Linked DNA regions of Mus musculus: regions 2 and 3 are each linked to region 1. Evidence: chromatin contacts called from public ChIA-PET and HiChIP or PLAC-seq data. All regions are on one chromosome and are shown on one strand. The core of a region is the stretch at or near the end of the contact, and the rest is flanking DNA. Distances in the headings are between cores, read along the strand shown.

Region 1 (4,152 bases), core at 449-2,948:
GTTAAGAGTACTCACTACCCTTGCAGAGAAACCCAAGTTGGGTTTCCAGCACCCACTGAATGACTCATGATCATTCATAACTCCAGTTCTAGGGGAGCACATATCCTCTTCTGGCCACATGGTGCACAGACATACATACACACATACATACACACATACATACACACACATACATGCATGCATACACATACATACATGCATGCATGCATGCACACATACATGCATACATACACACATACATATACACGCATACACACATATATACATACATACATACACACATGCATACATACATGCATACACACATACATATACACGCATACACACATATATACATACATGCATACACACATGCATACATACATGCATACACACATACATATACACGCATACACACATACATACACACACATGCATGCATGCATACACACATACATATACACGCACACACACATATATACATACATGCATACACACATACATACATGCATACACACATACATATACACGCATACACACATATATACATACATGCATACACACATGCATACATACATGCATACACACATACATATACACGCATACACACATACATACACACACATGCATGCATGCATACACACATACATATACACGCATACACACATACATACACACACATGCATGCATACACACATACATATACACACATACACACATACATATACATGCATACGCACATACATACATGCATGCATACACACATATATACATGCATACACACATACATACATACACACATACATACACACATACACACATACACACATGCATACATGCATATATACATACACATACATACATACATACATAGAGGCAAAACTCTCATATACAAAAATTTTAATTAATATTTAAAATTTTTTAAAAAGATGTTATATTTTATTAAAAGTGCAATGACATACCACTTACAGATTCTTTTATTTTCTCTTTTTTGCTATGTATTTTTTGAAAGGGTTTCTCTGTGTAATCCTGGCTGTTCTGGAACTCCCTCTAGACCAGGCTAGCCTCGCACTCAGAGATCTGCCTGCCTCTGCCTCCTGAGTGCTGGGACTAAAAAGGCCCTGTGCCACCACACGCACCTAACTTTCCAACTCTTAATCCAGCAGTGGCAAGAACTGACTTGTGCTTTTAGAAGTTTGGTGGCTGACGTGGGTAAAAAGATGCTTGCCATGAAGATAAACTGAGTTCTTTCTGTCCCTAGATGTGGGGCACCAACTCCATGGAGTTATCCTATAACCACACCTGTCATTCTCTCTCTCTCTCTCTCTCTCTCTCTCTCTCTCTCTCTCTCTCTCTCACGTATACATTAATAATAAACATTTTTACTTTTACCTTTGCGATAGAGAACGGCTTATAGGGACTAGAAGCAAAGAGAACAAATAGCAGACTAGGGAGATGTTGACTGTAGACTTTACCTCGTTGGTACAGCAAAGGGCTGGGAACTAAGTGAGCTTCAGAGAGGGAACTATGAGGACTTGGGAGAGGGGTGGCCTGGGGGCTATTGCACCAAGGACGGGGATGACTATCTCTAGATCTCTACCCATTCAGGCTGAAAACCACAGGTGGGGAAGTCCTGGAAGATTCAGTGTCTGGTGAGAGCCTGTTTCCTCACATGGTGCCTTCTTACTGCCCCCTTGTGGTACAGAAGGAGCAAGGCAGCTCTCAAGGGCTCCGTCTTTCTGTATTTTCGCCTTCCTAGTTGCTGTGATGCTACCCGGCAGAAGCAATTTAGAGAAGGAAGGATTTCTCTCGCGAGGACACTGCCCACTGTGGCAGCGTTCACAGCCTGGCAGCGGGAGCCTCGGGCAGATGCGTGCTCCATGGCGTCAGCCAGGAACAGCTGGCTGATAACCCTCAAGACCTTTCGCCTGTCAGCTAGGTGCAGCGTCCAGATTACACAGCCTCCCGAAACAGCGCCACCAGATGGAGACCAAATGTCCCGAAACACGAGCTTGCAGGAGATGTTTCACATTCAAACTGTAACATTTCCCAGAGCCAGCCTTCGAGACTCCACAGAATCGTGTAGAAGGGACCCAAACAATAATCTGTTAAAGATAGATTACCATGCACTAAATCTCACCCAGAAGCTTCTGCCCCTTGCTGCCCCCTTGTGGGCACAGGGATGTTGGGCAAGGAGGTCTTAATCTCACACCAGAAATTTCCGGGTGAGATTAAGAATTAAGTACAGAAGATATTTTTAAAATGATTAAAAGCCAGTGCAGTTTTGCATATTTCCACTGCTAATTACAACTGAAAGGACGTCGTGTACAGATCATTCTAAAAGACAATTCTAAACGCCTGGTGCAATGGCTTACACCTTTAGTTCCAGTACTCGGGAGGCAGAGGCAGGCAGATCACTTAGTTGGAGGCCAACCTGGTCTACAGAAGGAGTTCCAGAATAGCCTCGGCTACATAATGAGACCCTGTCTCAAAAGAAGGAGGAGGAGCAGGAGGAAGAAGAGGAAGAAGAGGGGGACAAGGATGAGTGGGAGGAAAAAAGCTGCTAGTAAAGTAGAGAAAAGAAGAAAGACTGTAGCTGGGCAGTGGTGGCACACGCCTTTAATCCCAGCACTTGGGAGGCAGAGGCAGGCAGATTTCTGAGTTCAAGGCCAGCCTGGTCTACACAGCCAGGCCTATTCAGAGAAACCCTGTCTCAAAAAAACAAAACAAACAACAACAACAACAAAAAACCAAAAAAACAAACCAAACAAACAAAAGCAGACAGACTGTCCGGGGACCTTGGGATATGAGGAATACAGTGTGAATTCCCCGAGCTTAGTGTTTTTCTCACATACCAAACAGCTACAAAGGCCGCCAGCAAACTAGAAACACCAATTGTGTGCATTGCAAGAAAGCTCCTAGGATCACCCATAGGGGACCAGCAAGAGCTTTTTCTCATTAGCCACCGCGGTGCAAAGGGTGGCGCTGACATTTTTCCCCCCAGCATTGAAAAGGAAGGCTGTCAGTCAAGAACTCTGGATCCAGTCAAAACATAATTCTTTCGACGCAGTTTTGGTTTTGTGAGCGTTGTGGTTTTAAGCAGTGGTGTCTTTTTAAGTTTCTATTTTGGTGCCCAACCATCGAGTACCATGTTGTGTTCATTAGATCCCTTTTATGAATGTATATGACCCCATTACTATAACTCACTTTTTCTAACGTTTTAATGTAGGGTAATGTCAATGGACAGTCGTGTGATGAAGTTCACAATGTACCACCTATGTACTTAAGAGTTTATGGGGTAAACCAACCAGCTTGAAACGTCACGATGGGCTTAAATGAAAAGCACAGCGCCACCTCCTGGCCAGAAGCTAACAGTGCAGCTGTTTAAAGGGCGCAGTTCTGGATTTACTCAAATCATCACCAGATCTATGAAGTGTAATTTAATTAACGAAATTAAGACTCTTTGGTTTCATAATAGCACATGTAAAGGAGAGTGTAATTAAATCCCAGTGTCTATCACTATAGTATGAAAACCTTAGTCCTGAGTTTGGGTCGTTGTCAATTAGTTTCATTGACCTGTAACAAATTCTCTGATTAACAGTTAGTGTGCTGAAAAGTTAATTCGTGATAGCTTTCTCCTGGTGCCTCGACGTGCAGTGACAAATCACGCTCTGAGAGACGATGTGGAATACATGGGTTCCACGCATGTATTGTACAGGTGGAGCTGACTTGGCCATGTCCGCTTTGAGCCTTGGGACTGAGGTGTTAGGGTTATTATCCGGGGTTTTGAGGTTGAAACGTGATAGAGTGTGTACGTAAGGGCAAAATAAAATTTCCCGTACGCACTGCCTCGAAAAAGAAAAAAGAAACAAAACAAAACCCGAAACTCGGTTGGCGCACGTCAGACCCACTTCCTGCCTTCTTTCTCTTTCAGGGCTTTGTCTTTTCAAGATTCTCCCATTGTTAAGGACGTGGAATTTCCTCGGCCTCAGCCTCCCAAGTGCTGGGATTAAAGGCTTGTGCCATCACTGCCCTCCAGCATATTAACAGCCCGACAGTCACCAGAGACATTTAGCCACTGTCCAACCGCACCACCTTCAGCGCCGTTAAAAAGGAGCCTTTTCACCGGCTCCTTCCCACCTGTATTTTCAGGATATTTCTTCCTTTTCAAAG
Region 2 (4,152 bases), core at 947-3,446, 380 kb before region 1:
GGAACTCTTTCATCTTTTGGATTCATTGGACTCAAATCTAGAAATAAAATTTAAGCTTTATCATTTGCCATTCACCTCAGCTCAAGCTTGCTCCGGCTCCAGTGAGATCACCCACAGCACAGCACGTAACACGCTTCTGCTCTGCCTAAAGGGCAGCCAGCATGTGTGGCCGGCTTTTGAAGAAGGAAGCTCCAAGATGTTTAGAAGGCTCAATTTAGAATTCTAGAAATCCCTGCTGCCTCATGCTTCCACCGGCCACTCTGCCACTGTCGGCCAGTTGTCTGTCTTTTCGTTCTTCGTGGATGGGGACAGGGAAGCGACTGGACCATGTCAGTGATGGCCCCTAGTGACACATACTTGTAAAACACTTTAAAGATGATTTTAAATTTTCTTTAGGGGGAAAAAAAGGCAACTCAAGTCTGCTAAATCAAAGTGCCTTGGAGTTAGGAATTAAATAGTGATACTTAAAAAAAAAACAAACAAACAACAAAAAAAAAACTTCACAGATGGTCCTCGTGTGCAGGAGGAATGGGCATTCCTCTTAACAATCATCACGAAGATTCTAACATCTGTTAAATTGGGGCAATAGATCAGGCTCTTCTGTGATCTTTAACCTAGGAAGCCGAGTTTCTGTTTTCCCACACAGTGTAATGGGATTGATAACCAGGCTCAGTGCTTGGCCTGGAAATGCTTGCTAGAGGCTGAAATCATTTTTAAACCTGTGTTTCCCACTCCTATGATGGTCCATAGATATAGCGGTATTGTGAGCTTTTTGCTGAGCCAAGAAGTAGTTGATCAGGGCAAAGTGAACTAATCATGTGTGGTTAGTCACGTGACTCACTAATCCCGGGCAGCAGCCTCTTCTCCCATCTCCACTTTGGGGATACATTTAACATGTACTTAGATGCAGAGTGAGCTTTGTAGTTTGTCGCCCATAAAGAGGCGAGCGCGCAGTAGGGTTACAGGAAGACCCACTTTAACGGATGGTTGTTTACTCAATCATCTATAAAATCAATCAACTGTAAATGTCTATCCAGGCTGACTGAGATGGCTCAGTGAGTATAGATGCCCTCTGCCAAGCTGATAACCCAAATTCGGTCCCCTATGTTTGATTCCTGGACCCACATGGTAGAAAGAGAGAAGAGACTTTTCTGCAAGTTGCTCTTTGACCTCTGCTAGTGTGCCAAGGCACCAGCACTTCCCTACCTACAAAATAAATAAACAAATTTTAGACAAACACAGTGGGGCTGTAGAGATGGCCTTTTGTTTTTAAGGGCAGTTGTTCTTGCAGAGGACTTGGGTTTGATTTCCAGCATCCACATGACAGCTCTTCGTAGTTCCAGTTAGAGGGGATCAAGTCCCCTCTTCACGTGTATACACGTGGGCAAAACATTCATACACATAAAATAAATAAATCCAATATGTTTCCCTTAGGAGATGTTCCGTGCCAGTTTGTGGTTGACATGAACAATGTAACTGCATAAGGTGTGCCCTGAGCTTATTAATAAAATATAGCATTTTTTTATGCTGAAGACAGGACTTAGAACATTTCTGAGTAGGCAAAACTTCTGAAGGTCAAAAACAATTCGGATTTTCCTTATGTGCACGATGAAGACCTAAAGTGCAAGAGACAGTCTCACCTCGAATTGCAGTGTAAAGTGTTTGAGACCTCCCCGGGTCTCCATTCAGGGGCCCAATCCCTAAGGTTCCCCTGAGAAGCTGTTTTGATTATTAAAACATGGGTTTTATGTTACAGATCCAACCAGCCTGTTCTTACAGACGGCTTCCCATCAGCCCCTTCTCTGTTGAGTCGATACCAGGCACAGGCAGAGAGGTTGGTCCATTGTGAAATTTGATTTCCCAGGCCACGGGTACAGGGAAAGGCGAGGTCACGGTACCACAGAGATTTGAGCTCTTCAGTTCAAAAGCCACGCACAGCATGAAGAAATGTGCTGCGTTCTTTGAAGTTTGACTTATGTAACTTCACATATCTAAGAGAAATACAGTCCTCCTCCCACTGACTTCGGTTGCTTTAGAAGGATGCTTTAAAAAAAAAAGCAACCGATTTTTGGTAGAACGGAAAAGTCCACTTAACATTTCAGTTTTGTTAATAATAGAGGCCCGGGCCTGCGCTGAGCCTCCTGTTGGAAAGGCCTTCACAAAGCCACAAGGAAACAAAGAGGGTGTCACCTTGATGCAGGGGAAGCTGCATTCTCATGAAAGACAGCTTGGCAGACAAGTGAGAGTGTGACCACGGGCCTCTCTCACCTCAGAGGAAATAGATACTTACTGGGTTTTTCTCTACATGTTTTTCATTTATGTATTTTAGATTATACTCAAATATTGTCTTAGTTAGGGTTTTCATTGCTGGGAACAGACACCATGACCAAGGCAACTCTCATTAGAGGACAACATTTAGTTGGGGCTGGCTTACAGCTTCATTATCATCAAGTTGGGAGCATGGCAGCATCCAGGCAGGCATGGTGCAGGAGGAGCTGAGCGTTCTACATCTTCATCCAAAGGCAAACAGAAGACTACTGTCAAAGCCCACGCCCACAATGACACACTTCCCCCAACAAGGCCATACTTCCTAATAGTGCCGCTCCCTGGGCCAAACATATTCAACCTACCACAGATATGCAAAGGCAAAGTAGGCTCTGTGTTTGAGACAGGGTCTCAAGTAGTCTGGGGTGGCCTTGAACTCCTGACCCTTTGTTCTCAGACCTCAGCATGCATCTTACTTTTAAGTGTAGGAATTGATGCTTTCCCACTGATGTGCAGCTGTCACCACCATCCACCTGCAGAGCGCATTCACCTTGCAAAACTGAGACTCTATGTACCCCAGGTAGAAACTTTCCCTTCACCATTTACCCTACTTCCCCTCCCCTCAAACCTGACAGCTCCATTCTACTTCCTGTTTCTGAATTGACCCGTGTCTGTCTGTCTCTGACTGCCTTCTTTCACTTGGCACACTAGCCTAAAGGAGACCTTATTTATTTATTTATTTATTTATTTAGATATTTTCTTTATTTACATTTCAAATGTTATCCCCTTTCCTAGTTTCCCCTCCAAAAATCCCCTCTCCCTACCCCCTTCTCCCTGCTCACCAACCCACCCACTCCTGCTTCCTGGCCCTGGCATTCCTCTACACTGGGGCATAGAACCTTCATGGGACCAAGGGCCTCTCCTCCCATTGATGACCATATAGGTCATTCTCTGCTACATATGCAGCTGGAGCCATGAGTCCCATCATGTGTTTTCCTTGATTGGTGGTTTAGTCCAGGGAGCTCTGGGGGTACTGATTAGTTCATAGTTGTTCCTCCTAGGGGGTTGCAGACCCCTTCAGCTCCTTGGGTACTTCCTCTAGCTTAAAGGAGACATTTTTAAAGAGCTAAGACGCCTGTGGGTCCAGCTATGTCTATTCACCCTAAGATGTCTCAGTGTGTTTGCACAGCGTCTTGATTCTGACGGGATATAATTTTGCATATAGCAGTAAGCAAACGCCACTCACAGGTGCTTGGAACCCATCCCTGGATACCATTAGCCCTCAAGAGCATCCGTACTGTGACCTCAGGCTGAGGCAGGAGGCTGAGGCAGGCGATTATAAATTTAAGACTAGCTGAGTCTACATGGTGAGACCCTGTTTAAAAAAAGAAGAAGGGTGTGGGGAGGGGTAGGGTGGGGTAGAGGTTGGGGTGGGGGGACAGAGAGAGACAGAGAATTGACAGCGCAAAAAAGCCCTTTGTGGAGGCGGATCAACTCCTCCGCAGAGGCCAGTCTGACTCAGCTGCCGCCAGCCCCCAGCCCACAGGGGCTCTGTGCTTGATTATGGGTGTGTGTTGCCATCTGGTATGTGGGTAAGAACCGTAAGAACGGGAGACTCAGACCCTCCAAGTCACGTGTTGCTGTTAGTTTATTTACCAATTGTCGCACAGCCTGAACCTTCGCAGTGCAGCGTGATTATTCGATCTGCTCCCAGCTATTCACGGGATGCCTCGGACAAACTGACTTCAGGGTGACAAACTGACTTCAGGGAGATCTTCCCGGGTCACCTAAGGGCAGCTTCTTTTCCTGATGTTTTAGAGATGTCTCTGTTGTTAAAAAGCTGTCCCGTGGAGTTTTCTTATTTTGAGTAAATGCCATTTCTCTGGG
Region 3 (4,152 bases), core at 675-3,174, 280 kb before region 1:
AGCAGTACTTGAGGTCACCTGGAACACACTTTGAAGGGCAGGCAGGCATCTTCCTGGTTCAAATTTCCATTTATGTCACAAGTGTCAACCAGGTTAAATGTGCAAGGTGACAGCTGTCAAGGCCCTGACACACACTGGAAACTAGTTTTTTTTTTTTTTTTAATAATTAGACCAAAGGGCTGAGGCCTGGTAAGCAGGTAGCGCCACCTGGGAGGAGGAGACTGGGTCCTGCCAGCGGTTCCCCAGCAGTGGTTTCTTTATAACCACATGTAACCACATTCTTCACAGGACTTTTATGTATTTGATGTGACCCTAAGGCCACCTTTAAAATATTGTTTCTTTAATTTTTGGCGGATATTAACTTACTTACCTCAAATCAAAAGTTTGGTGAATTCCCAGTTCAGGGTCCAGTGACTGCCCCTCCCCCAGAATACCCATAGCCAGTAGTTGGAAGGCAGGCAGGCTTTGTGGACCACCCTAGGATCCTTAATTGTCTTAGTAGGCCTGGTCCAATCTAATGTAGGCCCATTATAGGCCATGGATTTTTTTTTTTTTTTTTGACAAATTTAGTTCAACTTTAAACTAATACCAGAACATAGGAAAGTTGAGTATGTGAGTACCCTTAGAAATAAGTATTTTCTTGTCTATACATGCAATGCCTTAACATTGAAAGAGATCTTGGAAAAGTCAAAAGTACTGATTTGAGATGGGTATGTTTAAATCTCGGCATTCAGGATGCAGAGGCAGGCAGGTCTCCCATGGTCAAGGCCAACCTGATCTAAACATCGTTGAGTTCCAGGCTACGTAGTGCGACCCAGTCTTAAAAAAACTAGATAGATGGATGGATAGATAGGATTGATAGATAGATAATAAATTAGATTCTCCCAAAATGCCTTTAAACAGAAAGGAGCTATTTCTAATCCTAGTATAATGTCACAGTAGGTATTTAGTCAGATGCATGAAATTATTAAACTCCTTACCTGTTTTTCCTGCAGGAAGCCCAGGCAGGCAGCACCCCTTTGTCAGGTCTGTCTGTATGATTTAAGACCTCTGTCCTATCCCTAGGGCAACTGGCCTAGTTCATTGTCAGTCTTCCAAAACTAACCTAATTATTACAAAACATTGATTAATGAAAAATAAATGCTCTGGGTTTGGCTTGGGATAGCTATGAAGTAACAGTCAAAGATTTATAATTTATGCCTTATGAAGCTACTGAAAAATTAATCATCCCCAAATTGAGAAATACAAGCAAGTTCTTTGAAAGTCTTTTTTTATTTTATAGCAGTAGCCATCATTAATGCATATTGCTCCCACAGCATTACAGCCCCAGATCTTGCAGCAAAACAGAAAGTAATTAGGATTTGGGGAAGCAGGCCACATTTTAAGAGTGGAATTGAAGGTGGCCATGACAGTCTTGTACCCCTCTGCCTCCAACCCCGCCCTCTCCTCAGACAGCCTTGGGCACTTGTGCACAATCTCTGTAGGACCAGCTCCCACCTTATCTGTCCTTGGCAGCCTTTTTCTTATCTCTCCCCTGCAGGGAAGAGGCCAACTCATTTTAGTCTTTTGGGGTAAAATTCATCCTTGGCGCCTTGTGCTGGAATTATAGGTGTTTGACCACCACACCGGCTGAGACAACAGCTGACCCACTGTGTGTTCCCTTCTCATTATGTGAGTCCGTAAAGTAGCATCCAAAAACTACTAAGGGAGTTTAGCAAATGTCTCTAACCTGCCTGTATGCAAATCCCTTTTGTTTTTGTTTTTGTTTCAGTTCTTATAAATAAGACCCGGAACTGGAAGTTCCCGGTTGGTCTTTGTTAACCGCCTGAGATGATTCACCCTTTTTCTGACTGTTCTCTCTGTCCACTAAAAGCGGCATTTAGGTTTTGCTGTATGTATGGAGTGAGTGCCCTTCCTGCGGAGCCTGTTCTGGCTCACGGGGGCAGAGGGTGTCTGGCTTGGTCCGGTTGTTGCCTCCTCCTCTCTGAGTTTTGGTTTCAGTTGCTCACTGGGATGCTTCCTTTTCTCCCTCCTCCATGCCATCTGCCCCTTCTCCCCCCCCCCCCGCCCCCCCAGGACAATGGAGAATTCTTGTAGACTCTGTTTGACTTGGCCCTGATCCTTGGGAGCAGCGTGTGGTCCAAGGTGCCCTGGTGAAGATACCGGGAGCCACCCTTTCCCACAGGGAAGTCGCAACCTGCGGTATTTCGTCTTCCTGGGTTATGCTAACACCTTGTTCAATATTGGTGTCTCAAGCTTGAAAATGAGTGACGAGATTTGGTATATTTATTCTCTCCAGCCCCGCCCCCAGGTACACACAACCATCCGCTCTGGGTAGTTAGCTCCCTAGGAATAAAATGAGTAAATCTTAGTTCCAATCTCTCTATAACCTTTCCTATAGATTAGGACTGGAGAGAATGATGCTTTCTGTAGGTCACCCAAGAGCCATTCTGTGAATACCAGCATATGTTCAAAACCCTTGCCTGCCATCGCCTCCGCTGGTCTTGTAGAACCCCCGATGGCAGATGAACAGTTTCTTCTCTCTTTGCACGTGGTTAAACTGCTCTTCTGTTGTAGCTTGCTCTCTGAGAATCAATCTTGGCAGGGTTGTTTTTAAGTACGTCCTGGCTGAAGAGTTTGCTCAGGTTGAGAGCCCCGCTGTTCAGAGCCCAGCACCTCCCCACATCAGGCTGCTCACAACTGCCTGGAACTCCAGCCTCGGGATCTGACACTCGGGTCTCCGTGAAGACCTGCAGACTTAGGAGAATAAACAATATCTGTGTACGCAACACTTAATCCCCACTTAATCAAGTCAATGTGAGTCCTGTAGTGCTGTTTCACAGAGAGGCTAAGGAACTTAGCCTCAGCAAGCAGAGCCTGTCCTGCCCGCCCCCCTACCCCCCATGGTATCTTGGTTCCAAAGAAGTGTCATCTGGTATGTTTATGTCTGAGGCTGGCCTTGAACCACTGATCCTCCCGTATTGTATTACAGGTTTGTTTGCACCACCGCACCTGGCTTATATTACAATTATCAGTGACCTTCCTCCCCCTACCTCCTTTTCCTTTTTGGTATTTTAAGAAAAGGTCTTACTATGTAGACCAGGCTGGTCTAAGAGCTTAGGGTTATCCTCCTGCTTCCAAGAGCTAGCATTACATAGTCCTATGATATACTACCAAGCCCAGTTTCTCAGTGATTGTGAGCTAAGAGGACAAATAACGTTTAACTCAGGTTTTGTTTTGTTTTTTTTCCCCTTTTCTTTCTTTCTCTCTGTTGTTTTTGTTTGTTTGGGTTTTTTGTTTGTTGACTTGCTTGTATGTGTCTTTTGAGACAGTGTCTCATGTTCACCAGGCTGGCTTCAGACTCACTCTGTAGCCACAGATGACCCTGAACTTCTGATCTTCCTACCTCTCTACCTCCCAAGCCCTGAGATTGCAGCTTCTGCCTCCACCCCTGGTGATGTGGTAACGGGATCCAACTCTTGGCTCTGCGTGTTCTCCGTGAGCACTGTCAGCCGAGCAGCATCTGCAGCCCTGTGTGTGCGATTCCTCATTAACGCCTCATTTGCTGCCTCGTGATGATGAGCTGATGTTGTTGATCTTTCTTTTTGAATTTGTTGAGACAGGGTCTCTTTGCGTAACCTTGGCTGTCCCCAGAGCTCACTAAGTAGACCAGGCTGGCCTCTAACTCATAGATACCTGCCTGTCTGTCAAGTGCTGGGAATAAAGGCTCCCTGCAAAACTTTTTTTGATTACAATGTTTACGTGATTAATGGGTAAAGACAGGTGAGTGTTTTCACCTGTTCTATGAGAACTCACTGTTCTCCCTATTTTCTTAATTGATACTTGGGACCACTTAAAACCACAAGCTGCATAGCCTTAACATTTTAATTTGTTAGTTGGGCCCTGTTGTCTCTTTCCTTTAATACCAACACACTTGAGAGGCAGAGGCAGCCGATCTCTTTGAGTTCTTTAAGGCCAGCCTAGTCTATATAGTGAATTCCAGGAGGGGCCACCTAGTAAGACCCAGAAGTTTCAGATGTAGTGGTGCATACTTCTAACACCAGCTCCCAGAGGCCAAGATGGTAAGATTGGGGGTTCGAGGCCAGCCTGGAATATACAGCAAAACCTTTCTCAGAAAATAATGATTTACAG

What was found. ChIA-PET counts read pairs in DNA pulled down with a chosen protein or histone mark. HiChIP or PLAC-seq counts read pairs in DNA pulled down with a chosen protein or histone mark.
Region 2: a contact with region 1 is called in an RNA polymerase II ChIA-PET map of memory CD8 T cells, with 19 read pairs. The contact joins two enhancer-like sites. A contact is called at or near these places in 2 of 15 datasets of contacts at CTCF or cohesin (the NIH/3T3 cell line and large pre-B cells), 2 of 484 Hi-C or Micro-C datasets (bone marrow-derived macrophages and nephron progenitors), 8 of 115 datasets of contacts at active chromatin or transcription factors (T-cell acute lymphoblastic leukemia, embryonic basal ganglia, embryonic forebrain and 4 more) and 1 of 9 other capture datasets (embryonic stem cells).
Region 3: a contact with region 1 is called in an H3K27ac HiChIP or PLAC-seq map of trophoblast stem cells, with 3 times the contacts expected there. The contact joins two enhancer-like sites. A contact is called at or near these places in 2 of 15 datasets of contacts at CTCF or cohesin (CD8 T cells and the NIH/3T3 cell line), 6 of 484 Hi-C or Micro-C datasets (CD4 T cells, CD8 T cells, Th1 cells and 2 more), 15 of 115 datasets of contacts at active chromatin or transcription factors (CD8 T cells, T-cell acute lymphoblastic leukemia, astrocytes and 10 more) and 1 of 9 other capture datasets (adipose tissue).

The regions. Positions count from the first base shown.
Region 1 is chr15:97,662,178-97,666,329 of GRCm38.p6, forward strand. No RefSeq gene overlaps it. Among named protein-coding and RNA genes, the nearest start is that of Rpap3, 42 kb to the right of the region's middle. Within about 2 kb of position 1,699, at least 173 of the 459 cell types and tissues checked have an H3K27ac peak or open chromatin away from gene starts, as enhancers often do. A contact at or near this core is called in bone marrow-derived macrophages and memory CD8 T cells, where this site is marked.
Region 2 is chr15:97,285,050-97,289,201 of GRCm38.p6, forward strand. All of the region lies in intron 3 of Pced1b (PC-esterase domain containing 1B), which reads left to right. Among named protein-coding and RNA genes, the nearest start is that of Amigo2, 40 kb to the left of the region's middle. Within about 2 kb of position 2,197, at least 18 of the 459 cell types and tissues checked have an H3K27ac peak or open chromatin away from gene starts, as enhancers often do. A contact at or near this core is called in memory CD8 T cells, where this site is marked.
Region 3 is chr15:97,378,172-97,382,323 of GRCm38.p6, forward strand. The region is part of intron 5 of Pced1b (PC-esterase domain containing 1B); the gene reads left to right. Among named protein-coding and RNA genes, the nearest start is that of Gm33325, 23 kb to the left of the region's middle. Within about 2 kb of position 1,925, at least 55 of the 459 cell types and tissues checked have an H3K27ac peak or open chromatin away from gene starts, as enhancers often do. A contact at or near this core is called in bone marrow-derived macrophages, where this site is marked.